Regions from separate parts of the Mus musculus genome. Here region 2 is linked to region 1. Evidence: chromatin contacts called from public HiChIP or PLAC-seq data. All regions are on one chromosome and are shown on one strand. The core of a region is the stretch at or near the end of the contact, and the rest is flanking DNA. Distances in the headings are between cores, read along the strand shown.

Evidence for each region. HiChIP or PLAC-seq counts read pairs in DNA pulled down with a chosen protein or histone mark.
Region 2: an H3K27ac HiChIP or PLAC-seq map of the NIH/3T3 cell line shows a contact between it and region 1, with 3 times the contacts expected there. The contact joins the promoter of G630018N14Rik here to the enhancer-like site in region 1. A contact is called at or near these places in 2 of 484 Hi-C or Micro-C datasets (Sertoli cells and neural progenitor cells) and 2 of 115 datasets of contacts at active chromatin or transcription factors (the NIH/3T3 cell line and extraembryonic endoderm stem cells).

Annotation. Positions count from the first base shown.
Region 1 is chr13:31,205,676-31,209,649 of GRCm38.p6, reverse strand. No RefSeq gene overlaps it. Among named protein-coding and RNA genes, the nearest start is that of 4930401O12Rik, 33 kb to the left of the region's middle. Within about 2 kb of position 1,744, at least 23 of the 459 cell types and tissues checked have an H3K27ac peak or open chromatin away from gene starts, as enhancers often do. A contact at or near this core is called in the NIH/3T3 cell line and extraembryonic endoderm stem cells, where this site is marked.
Region 2 is chr13:31,407,072-31,411,045 of GRCm38.p6, reverse strand. It overlaps G630018N14Rik (a long non-coding RNA gene), which reads left to right and starts at 1,943. Exons shown (of 10, transcript XR_003950526.1): 1 at 1,943-2,268; 2 at 3,459-3,691.

The DNA of each region.
Region 1 (3,974 bases), core at 495-2,994:
GCAGAAAGGGAAAAGGAAAAGGGGGAAGGAGGAGGAAAAGGAATGCTAAAGCTGCTGCTTTGGGTCAAGGAATGAGGCCCATTTCTGTGGGTCCATGCAATCAAGGGCATTAAGGCTCTATGAAGGGCATCTATGTTTATAAAGCTCCAGCTCTGGTGGGCACCAGGATTGTTCACTACATAGTGGTAAGGAAGGCAGTGGCAGTCAGCAGCTTTACTCTTCAGTGAACACTTATGCTTTTACTTATAATGAATTCTACTGGACAGGTCTATGACTAGGCACAATACTATTGCAACCAGCAATGCAGACTCTGGCTTTGTTTAGAGTAGCCTGTGTGATAAGAGCTGTTGTGGAGCCAAAGGAGCCACGGCCATTGATAAGCTGGTGAAAGGGCTTTGATTCATTCAGAGCTGTAGATCCAGAGGCTGACAATGCTCCCATCCTCCCATATCCCTGAAGCTACTATGTGGCTTCCTGATTGTGTGGCTTCCTAAGGTTTCACTGTTGAAAGTTTCCAGAGTCTGGCCTAGGAAAAGCACAGACGAAGTGGACCCGTGGGTCCAAGATTGTCCAGATGGAAATGCAGGAAGCCATACAAGAGTCTGATGGTGGGGGAAAGTCATGGCATTGAGCATCAGGACCAATATTCTGGCTTTGGGATCTACAGCCTAGTTGTGAGGTTTCAGGTGACTTAGTTTGTTTTCTCAAACTGTATCTGTTTCCCAAGTATCTATGTGCTCTTACTTAGGAAGCTAGATGGTCCCTCTGGTCCTAGGAGGAGCCTCGGTGGGGAACAGGAACCAGGCCACTACTCTCAGTAAAGCTCTGCAGTAACAGAGAACACAGCGATAACAGAAGCTGGGAGAATAAGAAAACATGTAGAAACTGTCCTGGGGTTTTTCCAGTACATTCATCAGCTAAAAAAATAAAAATAAAAAATAGATTTAATCTTTCCTAATTAGAGTAAATATTTGAATCAGAGTGGACAGAAGGGTCCCACGCATAGAAAGGAGTTTACGCAGTTCCCAACTCATGCAAACATTCCATGAGCTATTGAATATACTTACTGAAGAACAGGTCTATGAAGTGAGAGCCTATTACAACTTTTTTTTTCCATAAGGAAAACTTGTAGTGAGTCCTAGAGTGGCCCGCACTTGGGTTCTACTTTGAAGCCCCAGCTTAGTCCTTGCCTGTCTGAGTGACATGAAATTAGATGCTAAAAAATTGAATTATTATTTATTGGTTCACATGTTTCCTTCTCACCTATGTTTCAACCCAGAGGATACTTGTTTATATTTCTGTTCCCCGGTTATGATACACATTCCAATCAGGCGTTCAGGAAATGTTTTACAAATAAAATATCTAAGGGGAGGGGGTAAACCAAAGTTTCATGAGCTTAGTGAATTAAAGAGGTTGGGGTAGCTTATAACATGGAGGTGACAACTCTGCAGTCTGAAACACATTAAAAGTAAGAGTCTTAAAAATCACCCCATTTCCAGCAAGACAGGCTCTGAGATAGTAGAGCCTGCTTCTTCCCTTTAGGTCCCCAGTGAGGCTCTGTGATATCAGAGATAACTACGTCAGAGCAGTCTGGAAGAAAGGGAAAATAACAACTTGGCATGCAGAAACCGCCTGGTTTTTTTCCAACTCGTTCATCAGTAAAAATCTCTCCCCATTCCTAGGCTGGAGTAAAGTGATGAAACCAAGTCTTAAGTCACCCAGGTCTCTCTCTGTTCCTGGAGAGAAGCCAGAGGAGGGAGCAGCAGCCAGAGCTCAAGACACTGCTGTCCTCTTGTGGCCTGCCAGATGCTGTGCTCTCAAATCCACTCAAGAAACCAGAAGCCGCCGGCCTCCCTGGAGCCCAGAAAGCTGCCTTAGAAATGGGGCTTCAAAAAAAAAAAAGAAAAAGAAAAAGAAATGGGGCTTCTTTTCCCAAAGGGCTGAGAGTGAAGAATATCTATGCATGGAACACTGCCCAGCAGGTATTTCTTGCCCAGACTGGGCACGGGTGGATGGAAAGAACCGTTCCTGAGAAGGAAGGCGGCTGCATCTTTGAGTGGAATTTCCCCACCTCTTAGTGCTAGTAGAACTAGCACTAAGTTCAGTCCTTTTGCACAGCACAGTGTATACTGGTGTATTCACTAGGGAGTAATGGGCATTGTTGGTCAGTGAACAAGCTAGAGAAAATAGTGTGTCTCACCTTAACATCTCATGGAATAGAAACAAGTAGCTGAACCAGTCTAGATCCAAACTTCCTTCTTCTAAACTCAGAACTACAGAGCAGCTAATAGTCTACCCTGTCTGACTGTGAGTCCCTTATACTGAGTTTAATAAAGATGTACTTATTTTGTCATGCATTCACTTAACAAACAGCATCAAGTACCAATCATATGCAGGTTGCCTCAGGGACTCATCATATAGGACCACCCTGCACTCTTAGAGTTAGGGCTTGTGTTGTTAGATATCAGAGTTGGGACCCATCTTTCAATATGAAATTCATTCATGTGTCACAGCCCGAGGTAATTTATATAACATTTCCAATGTGCCCGTGTCTGACAGTCATCTATCACTTGAGGTAAAGTATGGAATTTTCCATTTGTGTCATCTTAGTGATGCTAATTTCTAGTTTCAAAAACTCCAGTTGGGGAGTTTCTTGTAATGAGTGCTGCGCACAGAGCAAGCTAAATGTTCTGCATTTTCTAATCCAGGGAGCAAGCTTACTTGCCTAACTCTGGGTCTAACAGCAAAGTCTTTTGTGCCACAGAGAACTCCTTGCTTCAAGGTCCTGTCTGCCTGGCAAGCAGCTCATGAAGGATAGATCCAACAAACACGCTGATGCTCTCCATGCCATAAGAACCCCATTTGAAGACTCCACAAGAATATGTAAAAAGTAGAATCAGTAGGAGAAATACATGAGATTTTCAAAGAACTGTAAGAATATCCAGAAAGATCATAGATACAATCATATGTTTGTATAGACCAGAGGCCTGGACCCCACCCCTAGGGTAGCACAGGGAACTGCAGGTGTTCCCTACCCACCAGTCGCTGCCCATCAGGGAGACACTCCCATGAACCTAAAGTTAGGGGACAATCTATTTGAAAGGCACCATTCAAAGGCAGCGCTGTGTGATGTCCTGAAGGAAGTCACTGGGTACAGAAAAGGTGACTCACGGGCAGATCTGAGAGGCCTATGGGTTATTTTGTCTACACCGAGGGAAGGTTACAATAAGCTGATGTCATTGTGACGGGCATAGTCTGTTTCCTTCTGAAAGAATTCATTTCCAGCAGCAGGGGGTATGTGTTAGATCTTTGTTTACCTTGCAGTGCAATTCCCAGCATTGCCCAGGGAGTTTTGATTTGCCAGCTTTTGTGAAGTAATCCTGAAGGGTAAGAATTCTGTTTCCCTTCCTGATACAAGAAGCCTTTCTTTACTAATTCATGAGAGGAAAAACTATTATCTCCTTATGAATTCTTTTCTGTATACTTCCAAATGAACCCAAAAGAGGAGGGACTGTGGTGCTTTCAATAACAGAAGTCAGTGCTGGTCTCATTTTTAAGATAGTCCACAAAAGGCAAGCATAGCAATAAGATGCCAGGCAACTTGTTCTGAAGAAGTGCTCTGATTTACCCAAGCTGTGTGGTAACTATACAGCAACCAATGAGATATAAATAATTAAGTAAGTAAATAAATAAATAAAGAGTGACACAGACGTGACTTGTGGTGCATGTGTGGAGCTCTTATTGAAAAGCAATAAGCATATAACAGATAGGTATATGACTAGAAATAAAAATAGTGCCATGATTTTTGATCATTTTGATTCTGGATAAATAGGAGCTGATTCTAACCATAATAGATAACTCATCAAATATAGTTCATGTCATTGAGATGTTCTTGAATATAGAATGTAGCTCAGATATATTCGATGTAGATTAGATTAAATATAGTTAATGTAATGTTGTAATAACAGTGACTT
Region 2 (3,974 bases), core at 694-3,193, 200 kb before region 1:
AAGGAGGCTCCCCAAAGAAGCACAGCTGGGAGACTTGTGACTGCAAAGATATATATATTTTTTAGTGGCTTAAACATTGTCAGAATGAGGTTGTGTATGGCATGCAAGCAGGCAGACTCTGACTGGTGAAAAAATATGCTTGCTTTGGGCTAATTTAAAAATAATCAGATATGTAAAAATTTGAATTTGGCACTATCAAATTTTGAGCTAATGAGTGAAGAGATACAGCCTCTGGGCCACGACAGAGTCCATCTTTGGTATGTTGATAGACAGCTATGTGAGCCTGTCAAGGAAGTGAAACTATCCTCTGTGCAGAAACCTTAAGCTTAGGAAAATGTATAAGGATTCAATGTTGATTATCTTAAATGTCAAAAAGGAATTTAGTTTATCTATGTCACAAAGATTTCATTCCTGGTAGAAATCATGTAATTATACAATAGGATGGAATTTGGGTAGGAAAACAAGAAACTCAGGAACTGCAAATAGGATCTCTCTACAATCTTCATGATTTGAACTGAACCATCAGCTATAGACCTTTTTCAGCATAAGTAACAGGCAGCTAGGTTTGGGCAGTCACTGTGCATTGGTGTTCTGTCTCTCTAAGGCAAATTCTTTCACGAATTTTTTAGGGTACTGGATAGGATGTGGGATAAATAAAATCACTGCGGCTCCAGGGTTGCTGGGCTTGGATCATCACATTGAAACAGTGGATGCTGAGAAGAAAGATGATGGAAACAGAAGCCAAGAGGACACTGCCCAGGAGGGCATTCAGTTTAGGGACAAAGGCAGGGAGATACCTTCCCTGTAGAAAAGACTCAATCCTATCTTTATTTGGGGGCCACCATGATAATAGGTATGGGGCAACAGATTTTAACAATGTAGGTGTAAGAGAAATACACCAGCTATGTTGTGTTCTCAAAGATGTCTCTATTGATGGCAGATATGTTCTTTTGAATTGAGTCATTCTTAGCTCTTTCAAACAATAATATGCATCATATTTCTGCAGAACCAGCACCTATGAAGTCCATGACGATCTGTATCCTATCATCTTCTTTTGTTAGGAATGCTCACTGTGGAGCAGAGCTGTGCTGCAGCACATTTGACTAGTAGAGCTGAAGTTTCTCCTTAGTTCTGTGGTTCATACCACAAGTTTCTAGGACTGTAATCTCTCACTATGAATGACACTTCTGTCTTACAAACTCCAAACTTTCAAATATCTGACTATCCTGAGAGTGAATACTGCTCGAATTGAAGATATGAAATTTGCGGTGGAGCATTAAAATGAAAGATGCTATGACTGGTTAACTCCACTCTGAGGGAATTTTGCGTTTTGCCTGATTGGACATACCAGAAAACTATTTAAAAGTTTGATTTACTCCCTGTAAAGAAGGCTGTGTTGTTTAAGATGGTTATAGCATATTACACTGCACTTATGGACAGAAGCTGTATATAGCTGCCAGGCTTCAAGCTCCTTCATGTTTATCAGGATGCTTTCAAATTGTCCGCATGTCCTTATGGAAGCATCTCTCTGTCCCAGTCCACACCCTATCTCGGGGTTCATTTGTGTGCTCTTTAAGAGTTCCCCTTGGCTTCTCTAAGTATATGCATATGGCTTGAAATATATTAATCACTTTTCAAAGTCTTCAAGTGCTTGCAATAATTTCCATAAACCAAATTTAATTCAGGTGGGCCTGCTGCCAACAGACGGACCAACCCCAGGGTGGGTCTCTGGCATTTCTTCTTGAATGCTTCATGCCATTAAGGAGAAGTGTTTCAAGCAAAAAGGGAGAGTCCAATTATGCCAAGTTGTGAAGGTTTTTTTTTTTTTTAATGTCCTGTTTTTACAGTAATCTAAGGTTTTGTGCCAAGCCATAAGTATGCCTAATTTTAGCTCAGCTCCTCAGTCAGAAGCAAGCATGTCTGTCTGTCTGTTCTCTTTCAGTTCTTTACATTAGCTCCCTTAAGGCTCTATCTGCCTTTGAGCTTGCTTACCGGCAGTGCTTCTGACCACTCATGGGTTAATTTGAGGCAGCACAGCCAGGCGCCTGTCAGCTCTAATGGATTCATCACTATTAATAAGTTTGGCGCCTAATTTACTACGAGCTGGCACTGGCAATGACGCTGAGAGATCACATGTCCCAGCTGATGCGCAGATTCTTCCCCACTGAAATGGACGTTTCTGCCAAAGTCAATGAGTAAAACTGACAGTGCGGATGACTAACCTCCAGCCCAGAGCCTTTGGCAGCTCACACCTTTGTGCAAAGCACGGTACGTTGTTTAAATTCTTTCAGATTATGATGATGGCAATAGTAGAGATATTTAGTAAATGAGGGAAGTGTGGCCTCCCTACTATCTGCAATGAAGCCTGCAAAAAGGGGATCATTGTTGGCAGGGGGACCTAGTATCATTTGTGAGAGGAGAGAAATGATCAGACCCTTTGCCACACCCTGCTGCCTGTGCTATAGGCCAAACAAATGCCTATCATTGGCCTCAGTTGAAAAGCTAATTTGCAGCTTGTTGAAAAGATGAGGCTCTTTGATACAGAGAAATATCTGGAAAGCAACAGAGTGCACAATACCCACATTTGCTCAGGAGCTGGATATGCCAAAGTGATGATAGTCGAAGAACTTTGGTGATTTTGCAATTTTACAGTCTCCAGATGCCCTGAACATCTAATGTTGATTCACAGCTCTCTGTAAAGCAAGAAGAGTCATGCTAAGATCAGAGAGGTCATTCCTGGTATCCAAGACCAGGCAGTTGGCATAGATAAACAGGAGACAAATGTCCAATGGCACAGCCTCGCCTGATACAAACTTAAGATCTCCATTTGGAAGAGGGAAGCTACTGAGTTTCAGAGGGTCTCTACTTACTATATTAAACTTGGTTTCTCTTTGAGGCCATCTTAAATTCATGACTTACAACCTCAGCCCATGGTCTGGGGTATAAGGACAGTTCAATATCAGTGCTTGCTTTGTAGTTCAAAATTATCTTAAAATTCTTATACGTGGAATTAAAACATTTTAGGAGTTGTGATGTCCTAAAACAAAATGTTCTGATCATGCCCAGTGAGGACAAAAAGGATGGACCTGTGTTTTCTAACCTCAGCCGTATCAAAGCAATGCAGTTGAGAGCATTGGAAGGAGGGTGTTCTATGCACTCACGGTCTGGATTCTTTGACTCTACATCTTCAAGAAGATGTAAAGTACAAGTCTTTACCTTACTGGAGGAACTAATAGCATTCATTACTCAGATGTTGTTCTGGTTTTTGGTTGTTTTGTTTGTTTTCCTACACAGCATCTACCGGACCAGTTTTGATTTTGTCATAGCTTCTTAGCTTGCTTATTCTCCATGTTGCTCCCTCTGGTTTTCAGCTTTGTGAAACCCTATTGTACACTCAAGTTTACCAGCATCTTTTGTCCTCTCCATTATAAGATTAATTTTGGTTTTATATTTTTCAGATCCAGTAGTTCCCTTTGGTTCTTTATCAGCATCTATTTCTCTGATGAGCTTGAGGAACTGTTATTATTAGCTATAGGTACACGCCTTTATATCCTAGAACAACACCAAAATATCATTTTAAGTTGATTCTTCTCAAACAATGACCATCTGTATAAAATACGAATGTCTGACCAAGGAAATATGTGTGTTTTTTGGATAATACATGCATGTTTTGGAGACACAATTTTAAAAGGTAAGGTTTAATTGGACAATCTTAAAATCCTGACAGAGTATAACCTGTTGTTATATATCAGTGATCCACCTAGAAGAAACTGTTAGTTATATGACCCAATTTTAATATCATCTATTCTTTGTCTGATTATAGGAAGTGCCTTCTTAATTGAGTGAAAATATGCATCTTAAATGGGGCTTGAGTTTTGCAAAGATTTATTTTTTTCCTTCTTGTTAAAACAAACCATTTTGTCTGCTAATTATGAATCTTAGTCATTGTGGGTCAGACTACATTGAGGCGCCTC